Regions from separate parts of the Mus musculus genome. Here regions 1, 3 and 4 are each linked to region 2. A link is a contact called in public HiChIP or PLAC-seq data. All regions are on one chromosome and are shown on one strand. Each heading gives the region's core, a stretch centred on a gene start, on an enhancer-like site or on the middle of the called end of the contact. The rest is flanking DNA. Distances are from core to core; before and after follow the strand shown. Region 1 holds the start of Ahdc1 (AT hook, DNA binding motif, containing 1). Region 2 holds the start of Tmem222 (transmembrane protein 222). Region 3 overlaps Fgr (FGR proto-oncogene, Src family tyrosine kinase). Region 4 holds the start of Fgr (FGR proto-oncogene, Src family tyrosine kinase).

Region 1 (2,950 bases), core at 261-2,760, 270 kb before region 2:
CACGATGCCACATCAGTGGGTGTGCTTTTTAGAGCCTCCCCTGTTACTTGCTTTCTGGAAAAGTTTCAATTGCTCTATAGGTAGGGACTGGGAGAGATGGAGGGATGGTGAAGGTGGTGTGGATGTGTTGTTAGCATAATGTCACCATCTAAACATGTGTTGACTAGCAATTACCCTGCAAGAGCAAAGAAGGCATCAGAAGCAGGTGGATCAGGGAGTAAAGGCATTGCTAGAGAAGCTTAGGACATGGGGCAAGATGGACTAAGTTGGCAGACATTGGCCAAAGGAATGTCAGACACAGTCATGAGTTGGGATCAGCTCAGAAGCAGTCAATAGACAAGTAGCAGGGCAGTGATCACTGCATCACTCATCTGTTTCTTCTGCAAACCTTATCTACCTTAGTGCCAAGGGAGGACACATAGACACAGGGAAGAAAGATCAACAGTAAAGGATGGCGGGGACGCGGGGGGGGGGGGGTGGAGTAGAGGGAATCACCACTCTGTTACCGCCCAAGGGTTAAGGAAGGAAGGAAGCTTTGAAATTATCCAGATGCTGAATCTACCACTTTCTAATCGGGACACCTGGGCTCCGGAACTCTTATATCTAAAATAGAAATAAGGTCTCGTAGGGTTTTTTCTGCAAGGCTCCAAGGACCCCGTGCTGCCCGGGTGCTCAGTAAATGGCAGCCGCGGCAATTCTCCTTTCAGAGCTGTCCAGCCACCTCCCTGGGGGTAACAAAGCCTTCCTCAGAGGCGCACATTCCCATCTGTGGGATAGGCAAGGCAGGGGGCCCAGAGCCAGGGGCTGGAGAACAGATGTGACCTGAAGAGGAGGTAGGTGAAAGTGCTGCGCCCAACCCCCACGCCGCAGCAGGCGCTGGAGAACTGTTGAATTCCGCTCACAAACAATTGTTCAAATTCAGAAGGCATGGTATCTACACTTTGTCCAGAATTTTTTGCGCCCTCGCCGCCCGTGGACGACAATAAAAAGTAGGCGCTGGAAGAACTAAATCCAGGGCTGAGTTTGAGGCGAAGGGCCACGAAATGCGGAGGAGACTGTAGCGTTTCCAGAGCGGCTTTCTTGCCAAACGCCTCTTCTGATAGGAAAAACGTCCCCAAATTGAAAGTGTAGGTCCTCTCGTCTCTCCATGGGCCCTCTCAACGTGTTTGGGACACCCCAGAAAGTCGCAGCCCTTTTGGCTCATCCTCTGATGCCCGATTCCACTCATTTTATTCTCAGACCCCGCCCCTGCGCTACCACCCGCAACCTTGGCGCAGCCAGAGCCCCGAGTAGGGGCCTCGGAACGCCCGGAATGTTCCTAACCCTTGAGGAGGATCAGCAGTCCTAGATAAAACGGGATTCATCCGGGCCAGGGATACTCCGGCATAGGGTCCGCTCCGGGCCGCGCCGTCGGAGCAGCCGGAGTGGCCCCGCCCGCACAGCGCGCGGAGCGGCCGAACAGGGACTACAAGTCCCGGCGTGCTCTGCGCGCGCTCCCCCCTGGGGTTCCGGATGGTGAGCAGCGAAGGTAAGGCGAGCTCGCAGAGGCAACGGCGGCGGCGGCGGAGACGGAGAGAGGCAGGCAGGCAGGCAGGGCGAGGGCGAGAGACGGAGGGAGGGAGCGAGCGAGGCAGACCAGACAGACAGACAGGCGGGCGGGCGGGCCGAGCGAGCCACCCGCCAGGCTGCGCTCAGCCCCGCTCGCAGCGGAGAGAGCAGAAGGCAGGAGGAGGGAGGGGAGGAGGGAGGAGGGAGGGAGAGAGGGAATCCAGCTACCACCACCCAAAGCCAGCGTCTGCTTTCTGTCCTCATTTCCTTTTCCCACCCAGCTCGGAGAGCAGAGAAAGGCAGAGAGAGAGAGAGAAATAGAGACAGGCAGACAAACAGACAGACAGACAGAGCGGGAGGGAGGAGGGCGGCGGAGGAGGAGCAGGAGGACTACGCGGGGCGTCTTCCCTCCCAGGTTTGCAATTGGGGGGTTGGGGCGGGGGTGTCCAGGGCTGTGAGAGTGTGTGAGCGGCTGGGGAAGCGAGTGGGGCGCAGATAGCGAAGGAGTAATCGTGGTGGGGGGGACGCCGCGGGAGCGGGGGGCCGTGTCCAGCGGAGTTAGCGGCGGAGAATGTGAGCCGAGGCGCGAGCCATGCTGTCAGCGACGGCAGGCGGCTCAGGGCTCCTCTACGACTCCTCTTCCCAGCAGCCGGGCGCCCGTGTCGCTGCCGCCGGCGGAAGATAGACGCCCCCCGAAACCCCTCGCCTGGCTCGGACCCACGGAGCCGGCAGCCCAGCACTCCGGTAAGTAGCGCCTCCTGCCCAGCAATAGACGCGGTTGGGGACCGGCCGGCCAGGCTCTTTTGTGCAGCGCACTGTGGGGGGGCCCAGCGCCCCCAGTCCGGTCCGCCGGACCCCGTGGCTGCGGTGCCCGCGGTGCGATCGGTCTTTGTTTCCACCGGGGCCCGCGGCTCGGCTGGGCTCGGCTCGAAGCCTGGCAGGCAGCGCCGGGAAGGGGGAGGGGGAGGTGGACGGGGAGGGGGGGCGGGGAGGGGGGGTTCTCGGGTTTCCTGGCCGCCCCGCGGCTCCCCCGGCTCGGGGGCGAGGTGCGCGCCCAGAGCTGCCGCGCACCCCCTCCTCCTCCCCCTCCCTCCGCCTTTGGATTTAAAACTGCAATTTGCTCTCCAGCTTGCTGAGAATGTGGGGGGGGGGATGTAGGGGGACCGTGGGAGCGGAGAACAAGGCTGGATTTTAGGATAGGCGCTGGGAAAAGGGGAGACTGCGGAGGGAGGAGCCCCTCCCCTCCAGCCCCCAAATCCCAAGGTTCCGTTGGCGCTCTGGGAGTTGAGGGGCGGGGACCTAATGACCCGGAGGGGGTGTGGGGCGGAGGAGGGATTTGGGGGCGGCCTGGCCAGAGGGGTTGGGCCGCGTGCCCGGTTACCTGGCGAACAAAGTCGGCTCA
Region 2 (2,905 bases), core at 380-2,879:
TCACCTCCACTTCCTCAGCTCTGGGACTTCAGGCAATGCACTGCTGCATGAAGGTTTTTTTACATGGTTAACAAGGATCCAAACTCAGGTTATTCACAGAAAGCACTTTTACTGACTGAGCCATCCACCCTGGCCCAAGTAGCTTTACATACTTTAAAAATTAGGGTCATTTGATAGATGAAATGGCATACACCTGTAGTCCCAGAACACAGAAGGCAGGGGGAACAGGGGTTCAAAGTCAGGTTGGGCTACGAAATAAATACCAGACCAGCCAGGGCTACATATCAAGCTCATGTCTCAGTCAAAACCAATAAAATAAATAAATACAAAATCGAAAGATTAAAATGATTTGAAGATCAGAAACATTTGAGACTAAAAATATTCCTTCTCCACACAACTTGGCTCTGTTTGTTTGTTTGTTTGAGATTGGGGCTCACTATACATGCCTGGCTGGCCTGGAACTCCTACCATATAATTCAGGCTGCCCTCCAACTCACAGACATCTGCTTGCCTCTGCCTCCAAGTGCTATGGTTAAAAGTATGGATCCCCGTGCCTGGTAGCTGATTTTGATAGAAGGAAAGAAAAGAGTACCTCCTCAGGTGAGAGGTAGGATGCCACAGCTGAAAGATGAGTTATATATAGTCAGTGAACTAACTGGCTTCTGAATATCTTCTTGCTGGGATAGTCAACGGACCAAGACGATGTTACAAAGGAACTCAGCTTCCCCATGGGGGAAGGGGATTTCTACTACAGAAAATAAAGCTTGTAAACTGTCCAGACTGTTAGGATTAAGGTAGGAGGGTTGTAAGCTGCATTCTTCCACTGGGAGGCAGATACCTAGGTCGCTGAGACTGCTTTGTAACTCAAATGATGTAGGGGGAAAAACGCCAGCACGGACCTCCCAATGCTGACATTCCACGAACCAGTGTGGCTTCGATCAAACACTCAGTTCTGTTTCTAAAGGCGAAACGTCTTGTGCATAACAGACGACAAGTACGCGCTCGTTTGCTCAATGAGTGAAAAAACAAAAACAAAAACCAACGGGGAATGAATGACGATGCCTCTTCAGACAATGATTAAGGGTCTTTTCTGTACGCCTGCAGCTTAAGGGCGTGCTAATGACCAGATCTTTGCTGCTGATCTACACTTCTCCTCCTCTCCAGTTAGACCTGGGGGAACCAGGGCCGGAACTATGCCCCACATCCAAGGGGACCGCGCACCTCATAGGTGACGAGAGCTCTAGGGGACTGGGGGCTAGCCTGGCCCGGAGTACGGGTTGCTGCAAGTCTGGGGAAAAAAAAGCTAGCATGGCACCCCGGAGGATGCTCGGGCCCTCGGCGACTTCGCGCTGACATCGGAAGACACTCACGTGAGCACCGGGATGGGTGTCCACACCACGCAGTAGGGGAAGCGGCTCCGCTCCACGTCCATGACAACGCCACCGGACCCGTGGTACTGCTTCATGTCCGTCTCGGCCCCCGTCGGCGTTTCTACTTCCGCCATCCGAGGAGGGGGCGGCGGCGGCTGTAACAGAAGCGGAGAACTCCCTTCCGCTTCCGCCATCCCGCGCGCGTCCCGCTCGGGAAGGCCGACCGCGCCGCCGCTCGCCCCTGTGTCATCACTTCCGGGAGGCGGAGTGTCCTCTCGGTCGATCTTCCCCCGGGGAATTGGAGCCTTGTCCTTCTGGGCCCGGCTAGTTTAGCCTCTTTCCCGTGTTTGTAGCGGAGCATTTCCGTGGACCTCAGGAAGCTCTCAGTCGAGCCCCGGGAACCCACAACCAACCGCGGTTCCGCATGCCGGCACGTGGTGCAGGCACTCTTTATTGATCACTTCTTAGGTGCCAAGCATGTGATATTCATTGGTACTACTGTCTATAAACTGATTAGACGTGCAAATTTAGTTGTTTCCCCCAGAAAACAAATCAGAGACAAAGGCTCTTAGAAATGAAGTGAGCAACGATTCAAACGCAAGTCTTTGTAGATTTCCTTTGTCCTTTTTAGTCTGTGGCATGAGTTACATAATAGTCTGTTACGTGATGGTGTAAAAAGGGAGGTCAAACTAAAATCTTGGTGTGTATGGGAGACACGTACACTTGGTGTGTATGGGAGGGAGCAGCCTTGGGCCTGGGGAGAGCACGGATGCAGAAGTGCCAAGACAGGAAACTTGAGGTCACTATGTGCAGTAGAGAATATCATCCAAGACTTATCTAAATCTCTTTATTGTTCGTGTTTTGGGGCACATGTTTGTTTTTGTTTTGAAACAGGGTCTCACTATGTAGCCCTGTCTGTCACTATGTAGACCAGGCTGACATTGAACTCTTAACTCTGCCTCCCAAGTGCTGGGATTTAAAAGGGTACATCACTAAGCCAGGTCCTTTTTTGCTTTATAGAAAACTCGGCAGTTAGCACTTGTCTAAGATCACACTCAAGAACACAAAGTGGCCAGGCTCCAGTCTTGGAATCTTTTGATTTTTCAGAGGGATAATCAGAGAGACATGGAAGTGGAATGTTATGCGGTGAGGAGTGGGTGGGATGGGTTTGGAAGACAAGAAGGGAACCAGGCTATAGGAAGGTGTAAGAAAAATGAGGCAGAAAGGCAAACAGATTGTTTCAACAGGCTGAGACTGAGACTGTTTTATTGGAACAGCGGGCTGGAGGAGATATATATATGTTACAGCTCCTCTTTGTGTGTGTGTGTGTGTGTGTGTATGGTTTGACTGGGACCAGAGTGGGGGTTGTTTTCCATACTCAGGCATATTGTTTCTGCAGGTGAAGCAGACCTGTCAGATAGGGGCTAAGCACTTCATTCTGGCTAGAAGCTATGGCTTAGTACAGCTAGATTCAATTCCTCATCACCTAAGACTATTAGCCAACAGAAGGTGTGGACAAATGTTTAGGGAAGGCA
Region 3 (2,700 bases), core at 72-2,571, 280 kb before region 2:
ATACATCTTTAAAACACAGCAACGTAGGACTCAGAACTTCTTCCCTCTAGGAAAGAGGAAGGTATGTGTTTAGGGATTGAAGGATGGGGCAGTTTCAGGGGGATGTTTATGGGGTAAGATGGGTTTTCTCTAGTAGAGGGACATGGGCAAGCCCAGAGCACAAGAGGAAAGAGGCTGGATTGTGGAGAGCGGCAGAAAGCATGGAGGATGATGGAGGGGCAGGGTGGCAGTGTTGTGTGTTGGGGGGGGAGTTGGATCAGCAGGGTAGCAATGGTGGGGGGGGTTGGATCAGCAGGGTGGCAATGGTGTGGGGGTGTGGGGTTTGGATCAGTGGGGTGGCAATGGTGTGGGTGTGAGGGTGGGGGTTGGATCAGAGGGGTGGCCATGGTGTGGGAGTGGGGGGGGTGTGGATCAGAGGGGTGGCAATGGTGTGTGTGTGTGTGTGTGTGTGTGTGTGTGTGTGTGTGGAGGGTTGGATCAGCTGCGCCCACAGCTTGGGTAGCAAGGTGCTGTCTAAAGTGCTCAGTGTGGGTTCCTGGTTAAGAGCCCAGGCCTGAGAGGAGACAGTTTGGGTTCCTGTTTTGGATCACAGTGTGGCCTCAGGCAAGCTGCTTAACCACTAGGTAGCTGGTTCAATTCCTCATCTGTCTAATGAGTTTAAACATGGCACTTTTCTCTGAATATTATAAGCAAGTCTATTTATGTTCAGAGTTGTCGTCTACCACAAAGGAAGTGCCCAGTCTGTTAAGGCTTGGTTTTTATTTTGAAGCAAGGTCCTGCGATGTAGCTCAGGCTATCTCACTCTTAGAAGCTCCTCCTCCCAGGGGCTAACTTACTCTGCTGATTCTTAAGGAAGTTTTTGGCTTTTTTAAGACAGGGCTTCTTTGTGTAGCTCTGGCTGTCCTAGAAAAAGTTCTGTAGACCAGGCTGGCCTTGAATTCACAGAGAGCCTCCTGACTCCAGAGTGCTGGGGTCAAAGGTGCACAACACTGTGCTGGGGTTGAAGGATGATCTTGAAAACCTTTGACAATGTGTATGGTATCCCTTCAACCCTTTCTCCTTGCTGCCTGCTTTCCCAGGCACACGGTTAGCAGACACCGCTTCTGTCTCCCAGATTTGCCTGGTGCTCAGGTATGGACTGAGCGTGCCAGCGTTCCCAGGTGTCCTCACCCGCCCTGATTTGAAAACTGTGTTCTTTTCTATCAATGCCCACAAGGCACAGTCAATTTAATGATCAGATAACAACAGAGTCTTCTACAGCGAGTGTGGTCACATCTGTTCCCCACCCCCCAGTCTGCCCTGTATGCACACAGCTCAGGACTACATTGTCTCAGACAGCCACAAGCAGGGAAAGAATTTGGGGCTAGGGTGGGGCAGGAGTCTGAAGGATTGCCTAGGGTGGTGGGAGAGAATCAGGGCACGTGAGGACACTAATTGTTCACACCAGCTCCCCTCTGAGACTTGAGTTCCTTGTCTGTAAAATGGGTTTTGGAGAGGTCTAGTGAGAAGGGTCAAGGGCCCTGTGATACCTGAAAAAGTCACTGATGCCTGGGCTCTACCAATTTTGGTTTGTTGGTGTGTTTGTTGGTTTGATATAACGTCTTACCATGTAACCTTGACTGATTTGGAACATCTGCCTGCCTGTGCCTCCCAAGTGCTGGGATTAAAGGCATACACTACACTACCAGGGACTTTTATGGCTTTTTTTTTTTTTTCCCAGAGACAGGGTTTCTCCGGCTGTCCTAGAACTCATTCTATAGACCAGGCTGGCCTCAAACTCAGAGAGATCCACCTGCCCCCGCCAACTCCTAAGTGCAGGGATTAAAGGCATGTACCACTATGCCCTGTTCCCTCATTATTTGTTTTTAAGGTAGGGTCTCACTATGTAGCCCTGGCTGACCTAGAACTTGCTATGTAGACCAGGGTACCCTCAAACTCAGAGCGGTACCTGCCTCTGCCTCCTGATTGCTGGGATCATACCACTGTACCAGGGAGAATCTAACAATTTTAATTCAAGAGACACCAGTGGGTAGGAATCCTGGTCTTTCTCAGCATCGACCATGTGTGCCCGACAGTTTCCCATTCCCCTTCTCTGGGATCCTTATACTCAAGTCATGAAGCAGATTATAACAACCCATTTGTCAGATGAGGAAACTGAGACTTGGCTGTTGCGGTGACTTCCGGGGAAGATGAACTGGCGTTTGGAATGAATGTGCCTGGTTCTGCCTGCTTTTCCTAACAGGTGGTACTTCGGAAAGATCAGTAGAAAGGATGCAGAGAGGCAGCTTCTGTCCTCTGGTAACCCCCAGGGGGCCTTTCTCATTCGGGAAAGCGAGACCACCAAAGGTGGGTTGGTACGGCAGACATGCCACCAGACAATAAGGACAGTGGGCTGGTCAGTGCTTGGGTCAGGGCCAAGTGGAGGGGCAGAGCTAAGCTGGGCTCTGGGAATTCCTTTGGGGGCCTCCTCCTGCTCTGAGGGAGACGAGAACTAAAGGACCCTTTCCACCCAGGGGCCTACTCCCTGTCCATCCGTGACTGGGACCAGAACAGAGGCGATCACATAAAGCATTATAAGATCCGAAAGCTGGACACGGGCGGCTACTACATCACCACACGGGCCCAGTTTGACTCCATACAGGACCTAGTGCGGCACTACATGGGTGAGCTGCTAAGTGTGACTGACCGTGTTGTCATGAC
Region 4 (2,700 bases), core at 142-2,641, 300 kb before region 2:
CCTCTTTGGCTGTCCTCCAATCCACAGGGCTCAAGCATCCTCTTGAGTAGCTGGGAGTGCAGCTGGTGCGGCTGTTCCTTTTGTATCTGGGCTCCCTATGGCTGGGCTCCCATTGGCCACGATATACATTTATTTGTTAATTGCACACATGGATCAATGGCCAAGGCCAACTTAGAGGATGCTCTATAATGGTGGCAGTGCTATCCAGGCAGGGTAAAGCCACCCTCCCACAGTCCCTGAACCTCCACTACATTTCCTTTCTTCCTCCTACACCCACTTCATATTTTCCTAAGAGAGAAGCACTTTTATTTGGTTTTTTGAGACAGAGTTTCTTTGTGTAGCCTTGGTTGTTTTGGAACTCACTCCATAGACCAGGCTGGCCTCAAACTCAACAAAGATCTGCTTGCCTCAGCCTCCCAAGTGCTGGAGTTAAAGGTGTTTGCCATGGCTCATTGAGAGAAGCATTCCTATCTGCATCCATCACTTGCTGACACCGTGTGTGTCACCATGATCCTCCTGAACTTGTACTTTAGGGCGCTCACACACAGCCCCCTACACCCCTGTCTGTACACAGAAGCACACCTGACTGCATAATGTGTCCGAGCTGTTGATTCTAAACCCAGTCACGCATCGTCATCGCCTATCATCAGTATAGCCCCGGGGACACCCACTTGAATCTTCCATGCCTTAAGCCCTCACCCTCCCACAAACATTTCCAATTCAACCCTAGCTCTCCCTCCCCAGGCAGGGGGATTTCCTGGGTCTCAGTGCACCTTGGTTTTAGAGAGGTAATACTGGTAATAACTCTTGGTTTTAAAGGGAGGGTGGGTATCGGGCTGGGGGAGTATAGGGAGGGCTCTCCTAGAGACACTGTGATTGATTAAGGATTCTCCTCAGCTTCTCTAAAACTTGTGTGTGGCAGTAGCCTGATGGGAGCTGATTGTTGTGAAAAACAGGTACCCAAAGGCAAGGGCCTTATCTCCACCGCCCAGTTCCTAAAGATGAGGCGGCAGGGTATAAGTGACAGGCAAAAGATCCCTGGCAAATGTAGTGACAGTAGTGTAAAGGCTACAGGCTATGTGAACTTGGGCCAAGTTATCCTGACCTGGCTCTGTGTTTTCCTACCTAGGAGATGAGTGGGGAGTGGGAGCCTTTGGGATGGCCAACCCCCCACCCCCTTGGTATCCCACTCTAGTAACTAAAGGGACAGGTCCCTTTGGCCGGAACCTTTGGGAAGGAGCTGGGGCGCAGGGACAGCGCTGGGAGAGCCCATCCACAGCGGGAAGTGGGAGCCAGCGGACTTTGGATCTGGGGGCCCCTCCTGGCTTTGGGCAGCAGTCTAGGGGCTGAGGCGTGACTTCGACTTCTCTGGCTGCCGCCTCCTCCTCCGCAGTCACCAAAATAAGAGAAGTCCGAGACGGCTTCCTCCTCCCTCCCCAGAGTAGGTAGTAGGGGCAGAGGCGGGTAGCACCTCACTTTACCCCCCACATCGCCTCTCCTGGTTGCTGGAAGTTAGGGTTGGCTCGCCCCAGATCGAGTCACCCGCAGCTGGCTCCCTTGAGACCAGGTAGGCGGCCAAACCCGGTGGGGGCTGGTAGGGCAAATGTTGCCCCGCCCCTAACCGTCCTCACCTTGGAGGGAAGATTTGGGGGTAAACCTGAACTTTGAGAGCTGAGCAAGTTGAAAGCGGGAGATGGGGGTGGGGATCCCATTCAGAAAGGAAATGAAGAAGGAAAACTAAGGAAAGCTGGAAAAGGCTGATAAAAACCTAGGAGAAGGCCGAGGCAGTACGGCGAAGGCAGACCAAAAATTCCCCCTAAAAGTCTAAATGGGGAAAGAGAGGGAAACTGTGTTGTAAATTTGATAAAATTTGGGGAGAGGGCTGAAAGTACAGGAAGGCACTGTGGGATCCCCCAAAAGCGTCTAGGGAGAGCCCTGAGAGGCTTTCAGGAGGAGAAAAAGGAAAGAAGCTGAGGGGGTATGAGAGAGGGGTAGTAGGTGGGGAAACTGGAAAGGGGGAGGGGATACTGAGGAAATCGGTCGCGAGTTCCCGAGAAGGGGGTCTAGGAGAGTGACTTCTGCAGAACTCGGAGTCCAGAGTGCAGTTCTGGGGTCTCAGAGGCCGGCTATCTGGATTCCTCAGAGGGAAGCGGGGAGTCTGCAAACTCCCCCCAGACCCTCTAGCTACATCAGTGGGGCAGCGGGTTCCAGACACCCTGGGGATTCCTTCCAGCAGCTGGAGGCGTGGATCTGGGTTTCCTGGGGAAGACCTCACCCTGGGGCATCAGACCTCCCTGGGTGCTTTTCCCTATCCGCAGTGGCGGTCAAGGTTTGCGTCCCTGTCGGGATCCGGGAATTGCTGGCAGCCCCGACGGAAATCCTGCTTTTGACCGCCAATGCCCGCAGGGGCTGTTTCCATGGCAACACAGGGCAGTGAGGCCAGTTGGCTTTGGGCCGCTGCAGGCTCAAGGCTGGCAGCCAACTTTGGTCCCTGCCTTCGTCCCCATTTTTGGTCCTTGATCCGGGTGTGTTGCACCACAGAGGGAGTGAGAGGGTGCCGCTTGGTGTTCAGGGGTCTCCTGCCTCAGAGACATGTTCTCTTAGCAAGAATGGGCCTTTAATTGCTATGCAGACCTCAAGGAGAGCTAGCTTTCTCTGGACTTTTGCTTTTCTCATTGGAACTTTGGGGAAGAAACTAGC

The links. HiChIP or PLAC-seq counts read pairs in DNA pulled down with a chosen protein or histone mark.
Region 1: an H3K4me3 HiChIP or PLAC-seq map of bone marrow-derived macrophages shows a contact between it and region 2, with 8 times the contacts expected there. The contact joins the promoter of Ahdc1 here to the promoter of Tmem222 in region 2. A contact is called at or near these places in 19 of 39 promoter capture datasets (the C10 cell line, the HPC-7 cell line, the SN4741 cell line and 13 more), 4 of 15 datasets of contacts at CTCF or cohesin (CD8 T cells, the NIH/3T3 cell line, embryonic stem cells and 1 more), 14 of 484 Hi-C or Micro-C datasets (CD4 T cells, CD4 single positive thymocytes, the G1E-ER4 cell line and 7 more), 40 of 115 datasets of contacts at active chromatin or transcription factors (the 230-238 cell line, CD8 T cells, DN3 thymocytes and 28 more) and 4 of 9 other capture datasets (adipose tissue, liver, macrophages and 1 more).
Region 3: an H3K4me3 HiChIP or PLAC-seq map of embryonic stem cells shows a contact between it and region 2, with 14 read pairs. The contact joins the enhancer-like site here to the promoter of Tmem222 in region 2. A contact is called at or near these places in 12 of 39 promoter capture datasets (the C10 cell line, cranial neural crest, embryonic stem cells and 8 more), 3 of 15 datasets of contacts at CTCF or cohesin (the NIH/3T3 cell line, embryonic stem cells and large pre-B cells), 3 of 484 Hi-C or Micro-C datasets (CD4 single positive thymocytes, bone marrow-derived macrophages and embryonic stem cells), 27 of 115 datasets of contacts at active chromatin or transcription factors (the SCID.adh cell line, acute myeloid leukemia, bone marrow-derived macrophages and 19 more) and 3 of 9 other capture datasets (adipose tissue, liver and pancreatic islet).
Region 4: an H3K27ac HiChIP or PLAC-seq map of microglia shows a contact between it and region 2, with 7 times the contacts expected there. The contact joins the promoter of Fgr here to the promoter of Tmem222 in region 2. A contact is called at or near these places in 4 of 39 promoter capture datasets (cranial neural crest, embryonic stem cells, liver and 1 more), 23 of 115 datasets of contacts at active chromatin or transcription factors (CD8 T cells, the NIH/3T3 cell line, the SCID.adh cell line and 13 more) and 3 of 9 other capture datasets (adipose tissue, liver and pancreatic islet).

Annotation. Positions count from the first base shown.
Region 1 is chr4:133,009,996-133,012,945 of GRCm38.p6, forward strand. Ahdc1 (AT hook, DNA binding motif, containing 1) reads left to right here and starts at 1,511. Exons shown (of 7, transcript NM_146155.3): 1 at 1,511-1,528; 2 at 2,195-2,292.
Region 2 is chr4:133,276,161-133,279,065 of GRCm38.p6, forward strand. It overlaps Tmem222 (transmembrane protein 222), which reads right to left and starts at 1,630. Exons shown (of 6, transcript NM_025667.3): 1 at 1,371-1,630. The coding sequence starts at 1,564.
Region 3 is chr4:132,992,405-132,995,104 of GRCm38.p6, forward strand. It overlaps Fgr (FGR proto-oncogene, Src family tyrosine kinase), which reads left to right. Exons shown (of 13, transcript NM_010208.4): 6 at 2,243-2,346; 7 at 2,514-2,663. Among named protein-coding and RNA genes, the nearest start is that of Gm36599, 14 kb to the right of the region's middle. Within about 2 kb of position 1,322, at least 18 of the 459 cell types and tissues checked have an H3K27ac peak or open chromatin away from gene starts, as enhancers often do. A contact at or near this core is called in the SCID.adh cell line, acute myeloid leukemia and embryonic stem cells, where this site is marked.
Region 4 is chr4:132,972,704-132,975,403 of GRCm38.p6, forward strand. It overlaps Fgr (FGR proto-oncogene, Src family tyrosine kinase), which reads left to right and starts at 1,392. Exons shown (of 13, transcript NM_010208.4): 1 at 1,392-1,567.